Linked DNA regions of Bombyx mori: region 2 is linked to region 1. A link is a contact called in public Hi-C data. All regions are on one chromosome and are shown on one strand. The core of a region is the stretch at or near the end of the contact, and the rest is flanking DNA. Distances in the headings are between cores, read along the strand shown.

Region 1 (5,282 bases), core at 1,250-3,749:
GACAAACATTAGATACTAATGGATCAAAGTTAATATCCAAAATATCATTTAGACATGGTTTAGTTTTAATAAATAAAAAATAAAAAACTAGGTGATACCTAAGTGCACAATTGAAAAAAAAACTGTTATATTTGGATGAATATATAAATCACATAATCATTATATCAACCTAAAAAGCAAACCCTGAAGTTAGATAGAATATCCGGTAGATAAAAAAAAAAACATTGAAATCTTAGTGTAATTTTTTTTCTGATCAGCCGGGTGAACGAGCTCGCGGCACGACTGACGTTAAGTAGTTACCGGAGCCTGAAGACATCAACAACTTAAATGCCGTCTAATCCGATTGATACGTGAAGTCTATTCTGAATCTAATTATATAGTATACAAGGTACTATCTATAGTTTTCAATTCACTAATTGTTAACATGAGCCCAGATTTGGCGACCGAGTAGCCCTTTTTATGACGACTTCTTATATTTAAAATGGCACGATTTATAGACGCCAAATTAATATCGCTTTCGGCTTAAGCATTAACATTCGGATATGTCACAGACTTACTATTGCACTGACTCTATTTCCAGACAAATTGTAAGATAGTTTTGTGATTTTTGGAAACATTATCACGAGATATATGTACTTTAAAAATTATATTCTAAGCGTTTGCCATGACTGATATACCTAGTAGTGTCTGTAATACGTAGTGTATGAAATGTAAGCTTTTTAAAAATTATAATAAAAATCTTTTTTATCCAGAAATTATCTTCTAAATTTATAGAAGCAAAAAAATATATTTCACAAGTACTTTTATTATTAAAGAAATTTATATAACTAAAGATTTATTTCCTCTCGATACTCAATAGTTCAACAAGTCCGTTCACTTCTCTATCACGGTAGTGTTGTAACAGGAAAAACCCGATGATAGTCGTTAATAAAAAATCGGTCCCTAATGTCCGACGGAATGGCGACAAATTAGTGGACAAGGCGCCTGCAATCTCACCTCGCCAAATAATGGGGCGCCGAGTTAAAATAAATAGTTCGCTGTGTGTGTCATCGCACGCAAGGGTGCAATTATTACGGACGGACATCGCTAATTCTAACTTCGGTTAAGGAAACTTTTTACTGGTGGTAGGACCTCTTGTGAGTCCGCGCGGGTGGGTACCACCACCCTGCCTGTTTCTGCCGTGAAGCAGTAATGCGTTCGGTTTGAAGGGTGGGGCAGCCGTTGTAATTATACTTGAGACCTTAGAACTTATATCTCAAGGTGTATGGCGCATTTACGTTGTAGATGTCTATGGGCTCCAGTTACCACTTAACACCAGGTGGGCTGTGAGCTCGTCCACCCATCTAATTAATAAAAAAAAAGAATGCCGAAAACATGCGAACATTTCGTCTTTTCGCATTAAAAGTTTCCAAAAATATTCGAAATTGAGTTAATATGCGGAATCATTCGGCACCCCAGTATTTTTCTCATAAATACTGTCAAAAGAGCGTAGTTTAGTTATTGTTTTTTTTTTACCTATATTTTGACTACTATTAACAAAATTAATACATAAAACTTATCTTACTTTAAAATACAGATAAAATAATATAAAATAATATCTAACAGGTAAAAAATAGAAAATAAATGTTGCAAAGATGATTAATATTAAAAATATCACATGTTACACCTTTAAAACACTCTCCTGTAAAAATTAGTACGTTTTGAGATTATACAGTTTTAATGCGAGAAGACGATTTGTCAAGTGATTTCGGTATGCTGATCTTTTTATAGAGATAAATTACAAGAGCCTCGGGAAAGTACTCACCGTTTAATCTATCTTTGACGACCTGGTGAGCAAAAGCAGCCGCGGCCGCCTGTCTCATGGGGTCTAACGCAACACCCCAAGCCCCAAGTGCACCCAACGCTCTATGAGCCGGAACTCTCACAACACCGGGATTACTAGAAAATCCATACCCACCACCCAACCCTAACCCCGGCCTTAACAAGAGTCCGGAGTTATGATAGAGGCCCGGTGCGTGTGAGAAATTTAATGCCAAACTAGAACTGTCTTTAGCGTCGTCTTTGGCACTTTCCGATTCAGTGTCCTGGTCACTTCTATCATCACTCTCGCCAGAATTCCTTCGCTTATCTATATCTTCGAACTGCTTCCCCAGCAGCCGGGATATACTGAACGGCAGATTGACTCTGGGCTGGGTCTCTGTCATGTGGTCGTTTGGCGAATCACGGAACCTCTCGTGGTAGCTATGTTCGGAATCTCTGTCTTCCGAAGCGATACTTCGGTCGCAGTGCCCCGAGAGTCGGCTGTCAGAGTCCACGTTGATCTCCTCCTGGTCATCGTCTGAATGCACCGATGACATTTTTATTCGATATTCAATACGTCACTAGCACATAACCTTGTTCGTAAATTTAAGTGTAACAATTTTCACTTTTACGGTAAAATGTTAGTTCCGAAAATCGGATTGCAACTGTCGTACGATTCAAAAACGATTTATTCTGAGGAGCGCGTCACTAAACGCTCGACCGCACGGCTCTGTATCGTTCAGGACAATATGGGGCAAAACCGGCCAATCACCACTATCCCCACTTTTCTGATTACAAACGCAATAGTTCGGCCACACAAACGCCTCAACTATGCGCGCTGAGTGGAACAGTTTCCAACAAAAGCTTAATACGATTTCCGAACATAAAAACTCGTTTGGACTCACTAACTTAAACGTAACGATTCGTTCTATCTCTCTCGTTGCGTGTCTCGCTTCAATTGTGCCCCCCACTTTTGCGCTGACAAGTGACTTTGTCTTTTAATCTTGAGATAACAGAGCTCATTTTGGCAGCGCAAATCGTTCCACTTGGCATATTTTAAGTGCCTTCGTAACAAGGTAAACATGCATGCTATGGCTCCGTGGAAAAAGACAGAGAGCGAAACGCGATCCGATCCGAGAACGCGGTAGAACAGGACAGGTATACTTCTGACAATGGGCGTGTTCGGGTTTCTTGTAACGCGTCATTTAAATCCAGTTATGGCCTGACAAATGGTGTACATATTAAGGGGGCAATGTTAGGAAACTATTTTTGAATCTTTTAAGACAGTTAAATTATTTACGTTCGGCGGTAGACCGAGCTCTTCCATAGCAGACAATGCACTTTATAATAAAACAGTTCCCAAGTTCCGTGTTATGGGCATAGATAAGTCGGGATAATGTATTGTCGAAGATAGCCACTTTACGTTATCGAGGCTGACAGAAAAAGGCAAGGGGTGTTAGATTATTGTTTCCCTGTTCATAACACAATGATGCTCGGCTTGCGATTTAATCGAATTGAAACTTGATCAATATCGGTATTGTGGGTTGCTATTAACGAATTTGGGATTTATTTAATAGATTATTTTTATGATTTAGTTTTATCTATATCGACTCTGTATCGGTACCCACGGGATGGCTGTAGAAAAAAAGGAAGACAGCCAAAACGTTGGGAAGATGAAATAAGGAGTGTCGCCGGCCCGCATTGGAGTCGAATGGCCAAAAATCGAGAATATTGGCAATCTTTAGAGGAGGCCTTTGTCGAGAGACAAGCTGTTTTTTAAAACCACACCGAACGCCGAACGGAATAATTGATATTGATTATAAGTTGCACTTAAATTTAATTTATTATTAAGTAATGTATTAAGCTAGTAAAACAGCAATAAAGGCTTATTATTATTATTATTATTATTATTATATCGACTCTATTGTTATTATTAATATTAGTGAAGCCCGTTCAAGTTCCAATGTGACTATCGATATCTATATATTAATACGTGAAGCAAAAACTTTGTACCCCTTTTTACGAAAATTGCGCGGACTGAGGAGTATGACATTTCTCACACTTATAGAGAATATAGAGAAGAAGTGCAGAATGCTATTTTTTTTTAAATTATGTATTAATAACACATTAAATCAATAAAAAAAACATTACACACACTACCATGTATTTGACACACACACACATATACACTTTGTCCTAACCCATGCATCAGCCCGCTGAGTTTCTCGCCGGATCTTCTCAGAGGGTCGCGATTCCGATCCGGTAGTAGATTCATTCGCAAAGCAATTGCTCTTGAGTTGTTAGGTCTCCTGCGGAGGCGCTCGAGCAGTTGTTAGCAAATCCCACTCCTCCTGGCTGAGCCTTTGCTCGCCCACCTGTCCTGGTGAAACTGGAAAGGCCTTCGGGCCACCAGTAAATTTCAATCATTAAAATAAAATAAAAAAAAACATATACACTTACATATACTCTTTGTTTATTGGCAAACTTTTTTTATGGCTTAAAGTCGGTGGTCAAATTGAGATGAGCTTACTTAATATTGTTTATCTTTAATATTATTTGTCTATAGTCTAGGTAGTCTTGGCGAAATCTATGATTATCGAATTAAGACAATAGATTAGAATAGTATTTGACAATAGAACCACAATAAAGCTGAAACTTATAATATAATTTCAATTAATTAAAGTCGAATTTCGACTACTGCGGGACCACTAGTTAGTAGTAGGTATATTATACCTATATACGTATACATATATTATATTATTAGATTATATATTAGATAGGACTATTCTGATGTTCGAGTTCGAATTCCCATAAAATTTCGCATTCATAATATTGATAGGATAATCTTTAATTATATTGACTACATATATCTAACACATTATCTATATTTATTGTTGGAGACGTGGGGGTTTGTATTAGAAGATCATTTGAAGGAATTAAAATGTTCCATTGTCCACAATTTGTATCTAACAAACGCAAACTGAAATTTTTAGATCGATCTTAATTATTAATAGTCACAATTATTAGGTGGCCAAAATAACTATACGTGCCTTCTATAATAAAATGCTTTCGTATATTTTTTTCAAACACACACTCAAAAGGCTATAAACTCATTTGCTTAATAAAAAATTTATTAACTTTACAATTATTATTTATTATTATTAATACTTTATTTCAGTTTTTTTTTTTTTCTTAAACCATAACATTTTGTTAGTAATAATTACTTATAATCTATGTTAGTAACTTAAAAAAATCTAACACATAACTATCACTATATACATTTTATACCATTACATTTTTTTTTTATTTATTTTTTTTCTCCTTCCATGTGCCTACTGCAAAGGCTTTTGATCAGCCGTTCCTTTGATCAATGTTTTCATCGCTTTTCGCGAGACCTTGATAATTTAAACATCCTCCAGATACGATTTAATTTCGCACTTATTACTTTGATATTACTATTACTAAACATTTGAATACTTTAA
Region 2 (5,282 bases), core at 1,201-3,700, 110 kb before region 1:
TTTTAAATTAAGATTCAGTTTTTTTTTTTGGTTAATTGCTTAAAACCCATGTTAAGAACCATGTTACGTTCTTGACATGACCCAGATGTTAAGAACGTAAATGCCACGGCTTACCTTGAGACATGAGTTCTGAGTCTCAGTTTTATACTATACAACAGCCTCCCCAATCAAACCGAGAGGTCTTACTCGTTCACGGTACATATTATACAACGGGACAAAGCAAAGTCGCCGTCGCCCAAAACATGTCTTGTCGATTCCCCCATATCCACTTTCGGTGCTTTTAGACTCTTCAAGCACCGGTCACCGTCCTCGTCGAAACGTAAGCTCCGACGAAGAGTTCGACGTGCTAACTAGTCCAAAGATACAACCCACTGAGTTTCTCGTTGGATCTTCTCAGTGGGTCGCGACTCCGATCCGGTAGTAGATTTATCGAAGTATTGTTCTTGCTAGGGCTAGTGTTAGGAATTCCCTCAGGTTGAGCCCCGGATCTAATCAGTAGGTCACGATTCCGATCCGGTAGTAGATTCAGCGAACCACTGCTCTTGCTAGAGCTAGTGTTAGCAATTCCCTCAGGTTGAGCCCGTGGGTGAAGTTGGAATAGCCCCTTAGCTATCAACGATTAGGTAGGTAAATAATGGTACATATAGGCAGGTCGGGGGTACATACCCGTGCCGGCTCATAAGACGCCCTACCACCAGTAATTTCAATCAACTTCATCCTAATTTGAATTCTAAAATTTACAATTCTAAGAAATTAGGTACCTACACTATTAGAAAACATAATATCTTATTTTTGGAACGAAGTTCCTTATGGGACGATGCGGAGGGGTACCCTAACCGGGAAAAAACGTCCGTAACGTAAGATTTTTATTAGTAATGCACACAGTGTACGACTTAACTTTGTAATAATGTACAAAAAATTAACATAGGTATATTTTTTTCATTCATTGACGACGATCTCAGAGCGTTCGTTTGCGCAATACACTAACTCTTTTATGCAAACAACCGTGAATGAAGTGTACCAAAATAAGTTAGCACGTTACCGAATGACCGTGGGTTGTTGCGAAACCTCCAGTTTTATTTTCTTTATACCTCGAATAGAACTTAAAATTAATGTTTTTATAATAAGGAACTTCGTCACAACACACATCGAACACACATCTTTTTTCTATAGAAATCTACTTCCGGCATTATTATATAGTATTTATTTATGAAATTATTGTATTTCTTAACAGTATATGTGTTTAAATTTCTTCCTTCAGATACATGTGGAGTGAGGATAGACGTTCTAGGGAAAAACGCAGATAGAGAAACATCATCAAAAAGAAATTAATCTCTCATCGGGGGAATCACACCCCTCGGCAATGAGGAAGACGACGCGGAGAGCAGAATTTATTGTATTACTTATTATTTATTAATAATATATTTTAAGGGATTATTTTGATAGGTCTATAAGAAATATTGTTAGTCAGAATTCCCGTAACGTATCTATTATATCTATTTCGGAGTTTTGCATTGTCAAAACAGTTGTCTAAGCAAGATCGCGCTAAGACTGCCTATTACACAAATCGACCTGCCTATTGACTGTCTCAACATGACTCAATGTAAGGCATGTTTTGGTGTGCAACAAATTATACTCTCTCTCTAACATGCATGTATATAGTGTAAATTATTTAATCATTATCTCATCCAAATAAGCTAGAGGAATATAAAAAATCTACCATTACCTATTGTTATATTTAACTGTTCTTAATGTAATAGACTTTTGGTTTAAAGATGACTCGAGTCTGCGGGCAGCGTCTGCCACAATCTACTTATCGCTACCTCGTCTCAATTAAACTCTAAAGAGGGGACGATGTCGATGTTTTAAAACCAAAATCGTAGTTCGCTTTAGTCAATTGAATTTATATAAGCTTTTAGCTATGTTCATTATCAATACTGGCTTATTTTAATATAAATAGTTTTTAACTGCTACATTATAATCGATGATTTAATAAGTTTGTCAATGGTATTGAGTATGGATCATAACGATTCTGAATTTCTGGATAAGCCCCATTTGAGCTTTAAATATCTTCCGTTCAGCAAGGAGTCGAAGCCTGAATTCCTATAGCTTTATTGACTTCTATTTAAGTTCCTTGCGGAATACAACTTACTTTGGACTACATTGTTCAGAGCAATAGATCCTGACTGCCTACGATAATGGAACAAACACTCATAAAAACAGGTAAGTGATAACATATTTGTACTTGTAAATAAATGCTTAATTTGATAAACATCTTAAAAGTGCTTTCGATTACATTCCTCCGTATTTATCACGATAAAATTTTCATAAAAGTTTTATGATGAAAAATATCGATATCGACGCCACCCCATCTCTTAGGGCCGTAAGAATGAGATGCCATAGACTTAAATCCGTTTCCCGCCATCGCACAATCTGCACCAAATGAACAACCAATCACTAGTGAAGAGGGCGGCGCGCGTCACCGGCAGACGCGTCCGATTGGTCAGTGTTATTAAACGGGTTGCCCACGATAAAAAAAAAATATATACCCAAAGCATAAAACCTAACAATTGAAAGCCACTTTTTGTTCGTGTTAAATTGATGAAAAAAGACTCAGAAAAATTGGTAGAGAGATGAAATAAATAATGATTTATAACTTTGAATCTTAACTTTTTAACTTATTGAACGTTAATGACTTTTGATTTTGCACGGTTATTTTTGAATATCCAACGGTTTTTCCTTTTCGCTTTTATTTATAGACTGTGTTGCCAGCTTTTATTAAGCTTCCTAATTTAATCATAATTAATGGTAGGATGGATCGCAATTTTTCCTTTTATTACTTTGTACGCGAATCAAAATGTGCTGTACGAAAAAATTTTTAGTTAATCCTACGTTTTGCTGTCGTATTTAAATCCAGAATAAGTATATACCTACGTGATTTTGTAATGTGGCACTGATTTGCTTTGATTTGCTTACAAATATACCTACAGTTGATATTCTTGATAGACTTTTTGTAAATATGTCTTTGTTTTTTTATAACGTAGACGGACTATCAAGGTCGCAGCCAATCTGGTATGCGGAATAATTACTTGAGGCTATCAACATCAAAATATCGATAATGCCACCCACTTTAATACATGCGTTTCGCTTTGAAGGGTGGGGCAGCCGTTGTAACTATAATGAGACCTTAGAACTTATATCACAAGGCGTGTGGCGCATTTACGTTGTAGATGTCTATGAGTTCCAGTAACCACTTAACACCAGGTGGGCTGTGTGCTCGTCCTATCATCTAAGCAATAAAAAAAAACATGAGATCGTATTCTCAATTGTATTGTATAAGCGAGTGCTCCATCATCAAACGGGAATGCTGGTACTTCGTGATAGAAATAAACAGGATAGTAGTAACTACCCGAGCGTTCTTACAATTCGCCTTGCCGCCAATAATTACGCAATAAGTGGTTACCGGCCAGGACCGAATAGACATAAACAACCTAAATGGTACCCAACCTGAGCTCTGACGGCGGGATGGATGTAGGTAATGTGCTCCGCGTCAACCCTGTCCCGCCGTCTCAGTAGCCCCGACTGGGTTCCCGCCCGGTCCGGGGTAGGGCGCCGGTTGTGAGCGGCAGGAGTTTTTAGTGAGGTTCAACTTCAACATACCCCATCTGCCGCGCGGGTGGGGATCCGGCGATTTTCTCCTGTGGAAAAAAAAAACCTGAGATCTAAGTCTCAATTTTAGACCGGCTATCCCGCTCTTGAAACAATCATTCGCGAAGCAGCTGCTCTTGAGTCGTTAGGTCTTCTTCAGAGTCGCTCCTGCAGCTGTTAGCTAATCCCTCCCCTCCTGGCCGAACCTTTTCTCACCCACATGTCCTGGTGAAACTAGAAAGGCCCACGGACCACCAGTAATTCTACAATCATAAAAAATAATAATCTCGAAACCTAAACGCATTACTGTTTCACGGCACAAAAAGGCATGGTGGTGGTACCCACCTGTGCGGGCTTAAAACACGCCGTTTTTTTATATATTTTTATTGCTTAGTTGGGTGGACGAGCTCACAGCCCACCTGATGCTAAGTGGTTACTAGAGGCCATAGACATCTACGACGTAAATGCGCCACCCACCTTGAGATATAAGTTCTAAGGTCTCAAGTAGGTATAGTTAGAGTACCTAGTAGAGAGTAACTAAGCAAATAATTTGCATGAGTTTGATTTTTATAACACGATGCGATCCTGTCATCGCTCTAGTCTAGTAGTTCCTTGGAAATATCGATATCTGCCCGCGATATTTGAACATCGGGACAGTCGCATCTCTCGATAGTACACCCAATAGTTAGTACACCCAATAGTAGTATCCAATAGTACATAGTACGCCCAGCGTCTTCTCTCTTAAACCAGGCCGACTTCACTTCCCAATCTTTTTACTGCTACTAAAACAGATCAGTTTGCTGGGTTGGCTGAGTTGGAACAGCTTCTGTTTGCCGCCAGAGGGCGCTGTTCCAACTCCATACAAAATTGAGTTAACTTTTACGCTATCGGAAAGTTAAAAAACTCGCACTAAACATACCTGCAGATTGACGACAAATTGATACACACTTAATTTAAAGTTTTTTTTTCTTTTTTTTATTGCCCTTGTAGGTAGACAAGCATACGGCCCATCTGATGGTGAGTGGTTACCGTCGTCCATGGACTTCAGCAATGCGAGTAGAGCCCAGCCACTGCCTACCGCTAAGTACTTTCTACAAGCCTCGTTTGAAGAAGGACATGTCATAGCGCTCGGGAAACACCGTGGAGGGGAGCTCATTCTATAGCCGGATGGTACGTGGCAAAAAAGATATCTGGAAACGCACTATGATGACCGCATCCAAGCCAGAGCCTACCTGCTGCTGCTAAAAGCTAGCTTGTACTTAATTCACGTCTGAATTTAGTATTGTATGCGAAAAAGGCAAACAAAGAAATATAATAATATATAGGTAATATGTATGTGTGTGTGTGTATTTGTATGTATATATATTGTTTTGTATCTTGTAATATGTATATATTATTATATGTAATGTTTACTGTATGCACTAGGTTTGAGTTCCAAATTCTTCTCTCCTTTTGCGGGCCTACTGGAAGAGATTTCAACATGAAATAAGTAGTGCCCTTGTACTCTGTATCCTTAATATCGTGTTTTTTCTAACAGCTGTGTGTACAAAATATATTAAATAAATAAATCTATATGCGTTTTGCGTTATGCGTAAGCATATAAAAACAGTTTGTAGCGACAAGCAACATTTGTG

What was found. A called contact is a pair of places that touch in the nucleus more often than the background predicts.
Region 2: a Hi-C map of middle silk gland shows a contact between it and region 1, with 2.2 times the contacts expected there. The contact joins the enhancer-like site here to the promoter of LOC101743912 in region 1. A contact is called at or near these places in 3 of 7 Hi-C or Micro-C datasets (middle silk gland, midgut and whole pupa).

The regions. Positions count from the first base shown.
Region 1 is chr26:6,209,672-6,214,953 of ASM3026992v2, reverse strand. It overlaps LOC101743912 (T-cell leukemia homeobox protein 1), which reads right to left and starts at 2,499. Exons shown (of 3, transcript XM_038020724.2): 1 at 1,805-2,499. The coding sequence starts at 2,357.
Region 2 is chr26:6,320,344-6,325,625 of ASM3026992v2, reverse strand. No RefSeq gene overlaps it. Among protein-coding and RNA genes, the nearest start is that of Crz, 20 kb to the left of the region's middle. Within about 2 kb of position 2,450, at least 8 of the 8 cell types and tissues checked have open chromatin away from gene starts, as enhancers often do.